Regions from separate parts of the Sus scrofa genome. Here region 2 is linked to region 1. A link is a contact called in public HiChIP or PLAC-seq data. All regions are on one chromosome and are shown on one strand. The core of a region is the stretch at or near the end of the contact, and the rest is flanking DNA. Distances in the headings are between cores, read along the strand shown.

Evidence for each region. HiChIP or PLAC-seq counts read pairs in DNA pulled down with a chosen protein or histone mark.
Region 2: an H3K27ac HiChIP or PLAC-seq map of alveolar macrophages shows a contact between it and region 1. The contact joins the promoter of MAFF here to the promoter of DDX17 in region 1. A contact is called at or near these places in 1 of 5 promoter capture datasets (fetal skeletal muscle), 1 of 47 Hi-C or Micro-C datasets (liver) and 1 of 2 datasets of contacts at active chromatin or transcription factors (alveolar macrophages).

Annotation. Positions count from the first base shown.
Region 1 is chr5:9,483,493-9,489,323 of Sscrofa11.1, reverse strand. DDX17 (probable ATP-dependent RNA helicase DDX17) reads right to left here and starts at 3,532. Exons shown (of 13, transcript XM_021091487.1): 1 at 3,246-3,532; 2 at 363-513. The coding sequence starts at 3,532. LOC110260646 (a long non-coding RNA gene) reads left to right here and starts at 3,672. Exons shown (of 3, transcript XR_002343895.1): 1 at 3,672-3,822.
Region 2 is chr5:9,693,635-9,699,465 of Sscrofa11.1, reverse strand. MAFF (transcription factor MafF) reads left to right here and starts at 3,338. Exons shown (of 3, transcript XM_001924465.4): 1 at 3,338-3,658.

The DNA of each region.
Region 1 (5,831 bases), core at 2,283-4,782:
CATCAGCAATCTTAACAAGAACCAAAGTACCACACTAGAATAAAACATGTTAACAGTGGAGTTCCCATCAAGGCTCAGAGGGTTAAGAACCCCATGCTGTCTCTGAGGATGTGGGTTTGATCCCTGTCCTCACTCTGGGGGTTAAGGATCTAACATTGCCACAAGCTACAGCAAAGGTCACAAATGCAGCTCTCATCTGACACCTAGCCTAGGAACTTCCACATGCTGCAGGTGTGGCCATTAAAAAGGCCACCATGTAACAGCAACAGCTGTATATGAGTAAACTCTGGCTAATATATCTACTAGGTTTATTATTACATATGAAAAAAAGGTAAATAAATAACCCCCTCCCCAAAGCTTACCGGAGTCAACCTTGCCACTTCTGGATGTTCAACATAAAAATTCTTCTCAAACTTAGGGAGCTCACTCAAATCCCACTTCTTTTTACGTAAACGCTCCCCAGGATTACCAAATTTCTTTGGGGGAAGGCCGCCACCACCTCTTGCTCCAAATCTAGAAACAACAAAACAGCAAAATACCTTAGGTACCATAAAAACATGCAAAGATGGGATTCTTAAGATACTACCAGCCCCGACCAAAAAAGGCTTGTGTGTAAAGTGATTACAACAGTACCTGGCATAGTAAACACTCATACAAGCTAACATAATTTTATTCATTCAACCAATAGTTACTGTGTATCATGTACTGTTTTAAGTTGTGCCAGAGATACTAATGTAAACAGAAGTCTCTACTCTCATGTAGTAATTAAGGCAAAATTGTGGACAGGTAGAAAAAGGTCAAGCAAGTTACCCGAAAATGAACAGCTTCTTGAACTCCTCACCCCTTTATTCTGTGATGAATACTCCTTTTGCCTGCTAATCTTTGGCTTAAAAACCAACCTAAACATTTCTCTAAATACAAACATACAAAGACTGGTTTTACTGGGACTATTAAACATTTACCTTCAAAATGCGGAACTTGGGTGATTCCATTTATACTACTGCTGATCAAAATCTTCTATATGCCTTCAGGTTTAAGACTCTACAGACCTAAGACTACAGGGATAGACCCTTCCTCCTCACTTGCAAATTAAGGAGCACAATTCTAAATAAGGTACTCTACAATAAAAAGCCAAGTCTTTAGACTGTCAGTCTTGCAAAGAATAAAAATGACTAACAACCAATTTTCAGACATTGGCTGCCTAGTTATATAAATTGATGTAGCTCCTAGAAGATGCCATGTCAGGTCTGTTTAAGTTAAGAACAAGAGCAACTGAAATAACAAAGGAAATTTCATAGTAGAAGTAAAGTCAGAGCAAAGACCTTATGAATGAGTTTTTTAATTTATTTTTCGTCTTTTTTCTTAGTGTCACCTGAAACTTTGGGTCAATATGGGTTAAACTAAGTATGGATCAGTAATTTACTTTCTGCTCTTTCCAAATAATGAATTTTTATTATTAAAACATATATACAGTAAAATATTAAACCAAACACCCATGGTAAAGAAACAGTATTACCAGTACCTCGGTACCCTCCATGTGCCTATTTCAAGTTTACAATTCCCATCATAATAAATACCACCTGAAATTTTAACCATTCCCTTGTTTTATCTGTGAGTACCCTCGCGTTACTCTTTTAGCATAACTTGCCTTTTTAACTTTATTTTAGGTTTGTGAATGCAAGTTTTTCTTTTTCACCGCTGTATTGTATTCTACTGTAAGAACACCGTCTATTTAACCAGTCATTTAAGCTGTTTCTAATATTCTCTCATGGACAATGCTGTTACAAACATGGATACCGGGTACATGCACCAAGACTTCTCTAGACCTAAAAGTCTGGGGTATAAACCTTATGAGAAGAGTTTGGGGTTATTTTCATTTTACTAGGTTAATATTAAGTTCTTTTTCCTAAGCGGTTTACTGAAATTCACTTCGGTTTAGCTATACTGAGAAACACTAAGCGAACATTCCATCTACAGCCCTCCGAACTTAATACTAAAATCAAGTATTTTCTTTCCTAACAAGGTATAAATCAAAACAACCCTTTTTATTTAGTAAATGAAGTGGTAATTAAGGAGCTTATGACTAGCAGGTCTGGTACTTGTGTTATCTGAACCACAAAAAACAAAAACGTTTGGAGAAAACAGCATTAACAGAATGCCTACTACAGGGACCATCGCATGGTATTTCAATTGAGAACAATGCGAAGTAAAGGCAGTTACCACCTCCATCTTCAGAAGAGAAAACAGACTCACAAAGGTTCAGGATCCTGCCCAAGGTCACACACACATACATATTAAGAGGTGACTGGGTCCCATAAACTTTTTATCCAGAGATAAAACTTTAATTACAAAAAAGTAAACAGCCCAAATACACACGGACCTCTTAAGCAACTTTTTAAACAGGGGCTTTAAGATTTGAATCTCAGTATCTGGGAGGACTCCAGGTTTAATCCTGTTAACTTCCAACCTAGTAACCGTGGCATTTATACATCAAAAGCTCTCAAGCTAGGGCGAGAAGTTAATGCTTCAGTCCAATTAGAGGGGGAAAAGGCCGAAACATTAAAAAAAAAAAAAAAAAAAAAAAACTTTAATAACTGCCAAACAAAACTCCCTCCCCAAACACGACCATGAAGATGGCAAATAATTCCACCATTTTGCATTCCAATGTGCTTCCTTCGAATTATTTTAAAAAACGACTAAAGGCAATTTTAAAATACTTTAAACGCTACAAGTCAGCCTCTTAGTCTCTGGTTTCAAACCAAGTTTCCAATCGCAGTAACACGGAAGCCATTTCGTGTTAAAAGATTTGCCTAGGCTGCACTCGGAGACCTCATCCTCTTCTCTCAGCAAGAACATCCGAGTTTCACGGATGAACACTGAGGCCTGGAGAGATCGAATGACCTGCCTAAATCGGCAGGGCTCGAAACCGAGAAACCAGGGAGGCCTGGGCTGGGTCTGCGGCGGCCAGGCCGCGCCACGACGACCGTACAGGAGCAGGGGCTGGGGCGTCGCCGAGCCGCCGCCCCCCCTGCCAGGTCACCCCGGGGCCCAGGGTCGGGCCCACGCTTTAAACCGCTATTATGTCCCGGGTTGCCTCGCCTCCCAGAGTTGGGAGCGTGGCTCCCAGGCCTGCGATCAGCTCAAAAGTCTTCCGCTCGACCGCAGGCGGCGGTCTCCTCAGGAGACAACCCCCTCCCCACCCCCCGCGCACACAAGGCCTTTCCTCTCCTCCAACTCCCGCTTACCCTCCACGGTCACGATCCCGGTCCCGGTCCCCAAAGCCGCCTCCGCGCATGGTCCCAAATGGATAGAGATCTGGGAGCGGGGCACGGATGGCCGGGCTCGGGAGGGCCTGCGGCTCCGGTCTGGTGACGACCGATGGCGGCGGCGCCTCCGCTGTTGGGGCGGCGGCAGGCGCGGCGCTCTCTCGCTCCGACGCGCTGTCTCCCGTCGCAGACGCCACCGTCGCCGCCTCTCTCGTCGGAGACGGGAGCAAAACACAGAGAATCGGGGTTATGAAAGCAGCGGGTAGGTTTGGCTACGCTCAAACCCGGCAGTGCCGCGGTTTAGGCGTCTCCCTCCTTCCCAGCGACTGCACAAAATGGCGGCCGGCGCTGAGACTGCTCCAGCTTAACGCTACGTACGTCGGAGACGATACGTAAACAGCGCCTCGGAAGAGCCAGAGGGCTTCGCGGAGTACTGTGGGTATTCTTGGAAGATTTTACGTCAGTTGCGGAGATGGATGCGTTTTGCGGTCGGTAGCAGAAAAACAAAGTACGGAAAGGGAGTAGAGTTCTCGCGCCACCTGAGCCAGAACTAGAGGTAGGGAGTGGAGGGGGAGAGCCTCCGGTGCGACGTAACATTCTTTGCGTCGTTAGCCGGCCCACTATTGCGAAGATGCGCAGTGTGCGTAACGCATTCTGTTTGGAGAATAGAGGATTTTGCCGGGTTCCGACACGGGACGGAACCCGGGCCTGCTTGTGCAAGTTGCTCTGCAGAGACAATAACTGTCCTCCATATTGCAGGCTTCAAGTTTCAGGGTCTCCAGGTGCCAAAAGCCCAGAAGTGTGGTCAGGGCCCCTGGCTAGCGCTCCTAGACGGCCCTTCCCGCCCTCTGGCCCCGCTGCCCTGGGCCTGGCGAGACTGGCCGCGCGGCCGGGCGCCATTTCTTTTCCGTTGCCTCGCTGCGCTGTTGCCGGCGGCCATGATGGATGCGGCTTGTCCGTTCTTTGGGGGATTAGTCAGGCGGCGAGGTCCCTGTTAAGTTGGATCTCTCTCTGCTACGCTTCGTTCACACCGGAGTGCATTTTCTGAACAGAATATTTGCACTGCCCTCGGTTGAGCACAATTGGCTAACAAAGAGCCAAAATGTGGGTGGAGCCTCTCTTAAGGTAGACGCTGAAGCGTCTCGGCCGCCATTACATGGCACCGCCTCGTGCCAGGCCCTTAGCGCTCTCCGGAGACAAAAGGCTTAAAAGCGGTGGTCTTCAGACGCTGAAAAGGTGAAGGCGTAAGCACATGTTTTTAACTAGGTTAGGCTGCCCTCATTTCTCAGTTCCTTCTAAACTGACTTTTTTCTCCCTCCCTCCCTGCTTCCTTCTTCCTTCAACTGCACTTTTAAAGTCTTAAAAGCTTGGCCAGGCAACGTCTCAGAATTGTCCAGTTGCTAGGACCCCTGGTGAGCAGCTCTTGAGTCTCTTCTATTTCTATAAATGGATAAAAGGGAAGAAGTTTGAGGTCTCTCACTGTGGGGGCCCAGTGGTGTCTCCTACTCTGGCCCTGCTGTTTCCTAAATTACTAGAAAAGTAGCATAGGGAAAGGAGCGTCATGACAGGCTGAGCAGATGTCTGTCAGCCCATAGACAGGATGGACAATCCCCGATTCTTTGGACAAGGGTTGAAGGCCTAATGATCCAAGCATTGTGCTAAGCACTTTGGCACAGCTGTGAACAAGCAATAAGTACCTACATCTGTGGAGATTACGCTAGTGGGGAGATAATAAATGTGGGTGGTTTTTTTTTTTTTTTAAGTTTCTTTTTTTTATTTTCCCACTGTACAGCAAGGGGGTCAAGTTATCCTTACATGTATACATTACATTTTTTTTCCCCATCCTTTGTTCTGTTGCAACATTAGTATCTAGACAAAGTTCTCAATGCTATTCATCAGGATCTCCTGGTAAATCTAAGTTGTGTCTAATAAGCGCAAGCTCCCGATCCCTCCCACTCCCTCCCCCTCCCATCAGGCAACCACAAGTCTCTTCTCCAAGTCCATGATTTTCTTTTCTGAGGAGATGTTCATTTGTGCTGGATATTAGATTCCAGTTATAAGTGATATCATATGGTATTTGTCTTTGTCTTTCTGGCTCATTTCACTCAGTGTGAGAGTCTCTAGTTCCATCCATGTTGCTGCAAATGGCATTATGTCATCATTCTTTTTTATGGCTGAGTAGTATTCCATTGTGTATATGTATACCACATCTTCCGAATCCAATCATCTGTCGATGGACATTTGGATTGTTTCCATGTCCTGGCTATTGTGAATAGTGCTGCAATGAACATGCGGGTGCACGTGTCTCTTTTGAGTAGAGTTTTGTCCGGATATATGCCCAAGAGTGGGATGGCAGGGTCATATGGAAGTTCTATGTATAGATTTCTAAGGTATCTCCAAACTGTTCTCCATAGTGGCTGTACCAGTTTACATTCCCACCAACAGTGCGGGAGGGTTCCCTTATGTGGGGGTTTTTTTTGCTTTTGTTGTCTTTTTTGCATTTCTTGGGCCGCTCCTGTGGCATATGGAGGTTCCCAGGCTAGGGGTCGAATGGGAGCCATAGCC
Region 2 (5,831 bases), core at 2,089-4,588, 210 kb before region 1:
CCGCATGAGCAGCCATAAAAAATAGATTAAAAAATAATAATAAGTGTCTCTGGAGCAACACTTTGAAACGTGTAATACCTTGTTTCGCATCAAATTTTCCTGCCTATTGATTCTTGTTGGAATCTGTTATTACTTAGCGGTCCTGGTGGTTGCTTTCTAATTTTACTATTGTTTCTACTTGAAAAAGGGGTTCTCGCTTCTCCTTATTTGCTTATTTATTCATATGAATATGGAGTCATGGATTCTTCTCTTTTTCAATAGGTTATAACCCATGGTTACTGTTATTTTTTTAGATGCTCACATTGTCCAAGATTTGGCATTAGGAGCCCCCTTCAAGCCAGAGAGCTCCCACTTTTAAATATGACACTGAACCTGACCCCCTTGCTATATAGTGGGAAAAAAAATAAACAAACAAATAAATAAATAAATAAATATGACACTGCACCGTGTCCCTTGACCTTGACCAGAAAGGGAGCCACACCTGAAGGGAGCAGCCCCTACCGGGTAGATGTTAAAGCACTTACCCTCTCAGTTGGGCAGGCAGGGGATGGGAGAGGGCTTAGGCCGCATGGTGTCCAGGGGTGTCGGGCAGACCCACTGGGGATTCATTCACTACCTGAGCACCTACTGTGGCCTCCGCTTTTGAAAAGCTCATAGAAAATGGAGAGAAAAAAACCAGGAGTTCTTGTTGTGGCTCAGTGGTAATGAATCCGACTAGTATCCATGAGGATGTGGGTTTGATCCCTGGCCTCGCTCGGTGGGCTAAGGATCTGGCATTGCCTTGAGTTGTGGTGTAGGTCACAAATGAGGCTTGACTCCAACATTGCTGTGGCCGTGGTGTAGGCCAGCAGCTGTAGCTCCAAGTTGACCCCCTACCCTGGGAACTTCCATATGACAGGGGTGTGGCCCTAAAAAGGCAAAAAAAAAAAAAAAAAAAAGAAGGAAAGAAAAGGCAAAAAAAAAAAGACACAAAAAAGGAGTTCCTGTTGTGACTCAGTGGTTATGAACCCGACTAGTATCCAGAAGGATGTGGGTTTCATCTCTGGCCTCACTTGGTGGGTTAACCATCCGGTGTTGTGGCAACTTCTGGTGTCGGTCAAAGACACCACTTGGATCCCGAGGTGCTGCTGCCGTGGCTGCAGCTCTGATTGGACCCCTAGCCTGGGAACTTCCATGTGCCACAGGTGCAGCCCCCAAACAAACCAAAAACCCCAAACCAAACAAGCAAACAAACAAAAACCAAGAAAAACCAATGAAGAACTTTTGTACCCCAAGAGGTAAGGCGAATGGCTCCCTTAGATACGTCAGTGTAAGAACAGGGGCAATTTTTGAGGGGAAGAGTTTGAGTACCAGACAAAGCGGCTGCAACATTTGATCACTTGGGAAGCTAGGGGTCAATGTGCATATGAAACCCACGGCCTTTGGGAGGTTTAAGGGATGGCTGTCACAGTTCCAGGCAGACTAAGGCCCAGATGAGAGGAAGCCTGACAAGGGCTCCGAAATCAAATTACACTACATCAAGGGAAGAAGGAGCCTTGCTGGTGACCAGCACTCCACCCAAAGACCTCCTAGAGGGACAGGTCCTGCGTCTTACTCAGTAAAATAAGGTAGCTGCTGTGATGTCAGTTTCACAGACGAGATGGCTCTTGGAGTGACAGCAGGCCCTTCAGGCAATGGAAACACGTGAGCAAAGAAAGAATGAACTGGGACACGCCCCTGTTTTGCCCCCAAAGCCACCTCTTTGGGGCGGAGCTCCAGGCCCTAAATACATCCTTCACATTTTGGGGCACAGCCCCAAATGTCTGGACCAGGAATTAGTCAGTCTTGGATTCAAATTCCAGTCTTGTACTTCCAGGCTGGGTGCCTTTGGAAAGTCACTTTACCTCTCTGGACTGTCACTCATTTATTTCTTCAACGTGCATTTATTGAGGGCTTACTGTGCTAGGCACAGGACATGCAGTGGTCAGCAAGATAGACAAGGGTCTACTTACATGAAACTTGCATTCTGATTGAAGACAGACCTGAACAATAAGCAAATAAGCAAGATAATACCCCATGGAGATATTAAGTTAATATAAAAACGAATTTCAGGGGTTCTCGTCGTGGCTCAGTGGTTAATGAATCCGACTAGGAACCATGAGGACAAGGGTTCGATCCCTGGCCTCTCTCAGTGGGTTAAGGATCTGGCATTGCCATGAGCTGTGGTGTAGGTTGCAGACACGGCTCCAATCCCATGTTGCTGTGGCTGTGGTGTCAGCTGGCAGCTATAGCTCCCATTGGACCCCTAGCCTGGGAACCTCCATATGCCACGGGTATGGCCCTAACAAAAAAAAAAAAAAAAATTTCAGAGGTGGGGGCTTTCAGGAAAGGTCTCTCTGAGGCAGTGACATCTGAGCTGACCTGAAAGATGAGAAAGAGCCAGGCAGTGAACAGAAGAGGAAAGAGCAAGTGCAAAGGACCTGTGGCAGGAATGAGCTTGGTGTGTTTGAGGAACAGTAAGAAGGGCCGTGTGTCTGAAGAGTAGTGGTGCCAGGAAGGTGACAGGAGGTGAGGCTGCAGAGCTGGGGAGAGGCCAGATGGCTGGAGGCCAAGGGAAGGAGTCGAGTTTATATCCTAAACGCAAAGGGGAACTTTTGAGGGTGTTCAGCCAGAGGGTGGGAGTGTGTGAAACAGTCTCATTTTTTCATTTTGAGAAGAACATGGTCTGAGATGTGAAGAAGCCCTGTAGGGACAAAGCGAGGAAGCTCTCAGGGGGCTGTGGCTATTGTCCAGGTAAGTTGATGGTCCCTGGGTCAGGTAGTAGGACCAGAGGTGGGGTCAGATGCAGGTAGTGTTGGAGGTAGAGCCAGCCTGACTGGGGGGAAGTGAGGAAGGAGAAAGGGGTGGAGCAAGACTCCTGGGTCTGGGCTAGAACAGCTGAGATGGTGGAAACTGGGGGTGTAGGATGCTGAGGTAAGGTTGATGCTCAGGAGTGGGATTCTGGGTATATGCAGTCCCCATCTGGTACCCACATGTCGGAGCTGAGTGGGCAGTTGGATTCAGTCTGGAATTTAGAGAAGCTGTTTGCTCTGGAAATACAAATTTGGGGCTCCAGAGCTTATAGATGGCATTTAAAACCACGAGACCAGATGAGATCATTAAGGCAGAGTGTGTAGGTCGAAAGGAGAAGAGGCCCAGGACTGTGGACTGTAAAATGAGACAAATGACACCTTCACCCGCGCAGCTCTGGTGAGGTGTCACGTGAACGCCCCCAGCCAGCGCTCTAACTGGGATTGAGACTCCAGGGGGCGGGGCCTGGGTGTGGGCGTGGTCTTTGCCGGGGAGGAGCTGGTGGGGGCGGGGCTGAGGAGCCGGGAGGCCGCTCCAGGGGCTGGGGGGCGGCCGGCGCGGTGACGTCAGCGCATGACTGGGTTTTTATGAATGAAAGGAATCCTGTGAGTGAGTAATTCCGGGAAGCTCGCCTTACAACTCTGCGCGGCCCCCAGCGCTGCCCGCCCCACAACAAAACTCCGCGCGGCTCTCGCTGGAGCTGGGCTCAAAGCGACCTGCGATTGGGACCAAAGGGGAGACGGAGCAGGGTTCGGGCCAGGACAGCAGCTGGGACAGCAGCGGGACCCACGCGTGCCCGGGACGCCAGGCGAAGCAGGCCGAGAGTCGGGTGAGAGTCGCGGGTTCCGAAGCCGGACGGGCGCGCGGGGCCCCGAGGCGGCGAGGTCTCCGCGACCCCGGAACGTGCCTGGGGCGGAGCGCCGGGGTCCATTCCGTCGGTGCTCCCGCAGACACCTCGCCGGGACGGCTGGCATGGGGAGAGAGGGGCAGGAGGCAGAGGTCCGGTGGGACCGTGACGCGGCCGAAGCAAGTTTGGCCGGTCCGGGGGGACGGGCCCCTTTTGGGGGCGCGGGCCCCCCGGCGGAGAAGCCGGGCAGGAAGGGGCAGCGCGGGCCAGCGAGCGTCAGCGTCCGCCCAGGCGGGGCGGGGGGCGGTGAGTGCAAGTACGTGACTCTGTGAGAACAGTCCCTGGACTGGTGCCCGCGGGCGGTGCGTGCGCGGTTTGTTTACGTCCGAAGGGCGGGCGTGCGTGTGTGTTTCCTGGCCAGCGTTCTGGGTATCCTGCCCGGTGCGTGTGCCGCGTACCTTGGAGGGAGTGGGGGGGGGGGAGAGAGAGATTGATGGTGTGTGTCCGGGCGCTCTCAGGCGGGTGAGGACCCTGGGGCCTGTGTACCAGCCGACTATACCTCGGAGAGAGTGTGCCCGCTGGAATAAACACGGAGTAAGAACTGAGCGAGGGAAGCGGCCCAGTCCATAGTTACAAGGGGTCCGGGAATTCTGTCCCCTTCCTACTGACCGGCGGCAGCCGGGCCCTTGCTCTCCCTGGAGTTTCCCAGGGCCACGACCATGTGACGGAGATATTTGTCCCCCGCCCAGAGCCGGCGCCTTCAGCCACAGGGTGGGGTGAAACATGAAAGATGCCACCAGGCTCAGCTGCGGGAGGGGGTGAGGGAGCCACTCCTGGGCCCAGCACCCTGGTGGGTCTGGCAACAATGTGGGCTGGCACCCAGGTCCTTGTCCCCAGGTTTTCCGGCTGCCTGGGGAAGACAGACCCTCCCTTTGAGACTCTCCTTCATCCCCAGGGTTGCCCAACACCTCAGCCTCAGGAGAAACAGGAAGGGCCAGAAAAACCCACAGGGAAGGTTGGAGGTAGAAAGGGATACAGGCTTCCTCCCTTTGGTGGCTATTGCTCTGACTGGTCTGGGCTCTAGAGGTTGTACCTGCTGGGTCAGGGAGGGTGAGAACCTAAGGTTGGGGTGGAGCTGGTTTCTGGCCTCCTGGTGGTTTCAGTTCACAGGTGGGGCTAGTCAGACAGACCTACTTGCTGATGGCTGGACCTGAGGAGCTAGCTGAGGACCTGGGACAGGCAGGGTCAATAGGCAGTGGGACCGCTGGTCTTGGTACTTGAAGGGTTAATTTGAGGGGGTGGGGCCAGACCTGGCCACTCCCCCTCCCGCTGTTGGATGCGGGAGGGAAAGGCTGAAGATCAGGATATTCCTTGGTTCTATTCTGCCCTCCCTGTCCTCCCCGCCATAGGGCTATAGAATCTTTTTTTTTTTGTCTTTTTGCCTTTTCTAGGGCTGCTCCCACGGCATATGGAGGTTCCCAGGCTAGGGGGTCTAATCGGAGCCTACACCATAGCAACTTGGGATCCGAGCCACATCTGTGACTTAAACCACAGCTCACGGCAAAGCCGATCTCTAACCCACTGAGCAAGGCCAGGGATCGAACCCGCAACCTTATGGTTCCTAGTCGGATTCGTTAACCACTGAGCCACGACGGGAACTCCAGGGCTATGGAATCTTGAGGGCGGTGAGGGCATTGAGCTTGCTGGAGAAGAAACAAGAGTATCTTTAATTTAGAATCTTTGAGTGGCTATCACAGCCGGGAATCTCGGTGTCCCCATCTGCAGAGGGACTAGGCAACATCCAAGATGGTAGGATAAGGGTGGAACAGGGGAGGTATGGTAGTCTGCACACAGCCTATTTTCCCGGGAAACTGTGGGAAAGAAAGCAGAGCCACCAGCCCCAGGCTGAGGCCGGGGATGTCCAGTAATATGTGGGGTTCGAGTAAGGGAGGTGGCCACCTGGAACACGGGACTCGGGCAGTCCCATCCTCAAAGCTGGGCAAGAAGCATCCCTGAGTAGGGCTAGGGATCAGGGAACGAGAGGAAGTGGTGGTTGACTCCTCATAGATGGAAAGCTGGTACTGAAAGCTTTCAACTCCGTCTCAATCACCACCACCCCCACCCCCGGGGCCATCAGGAGGTCCCGGGACCCAGT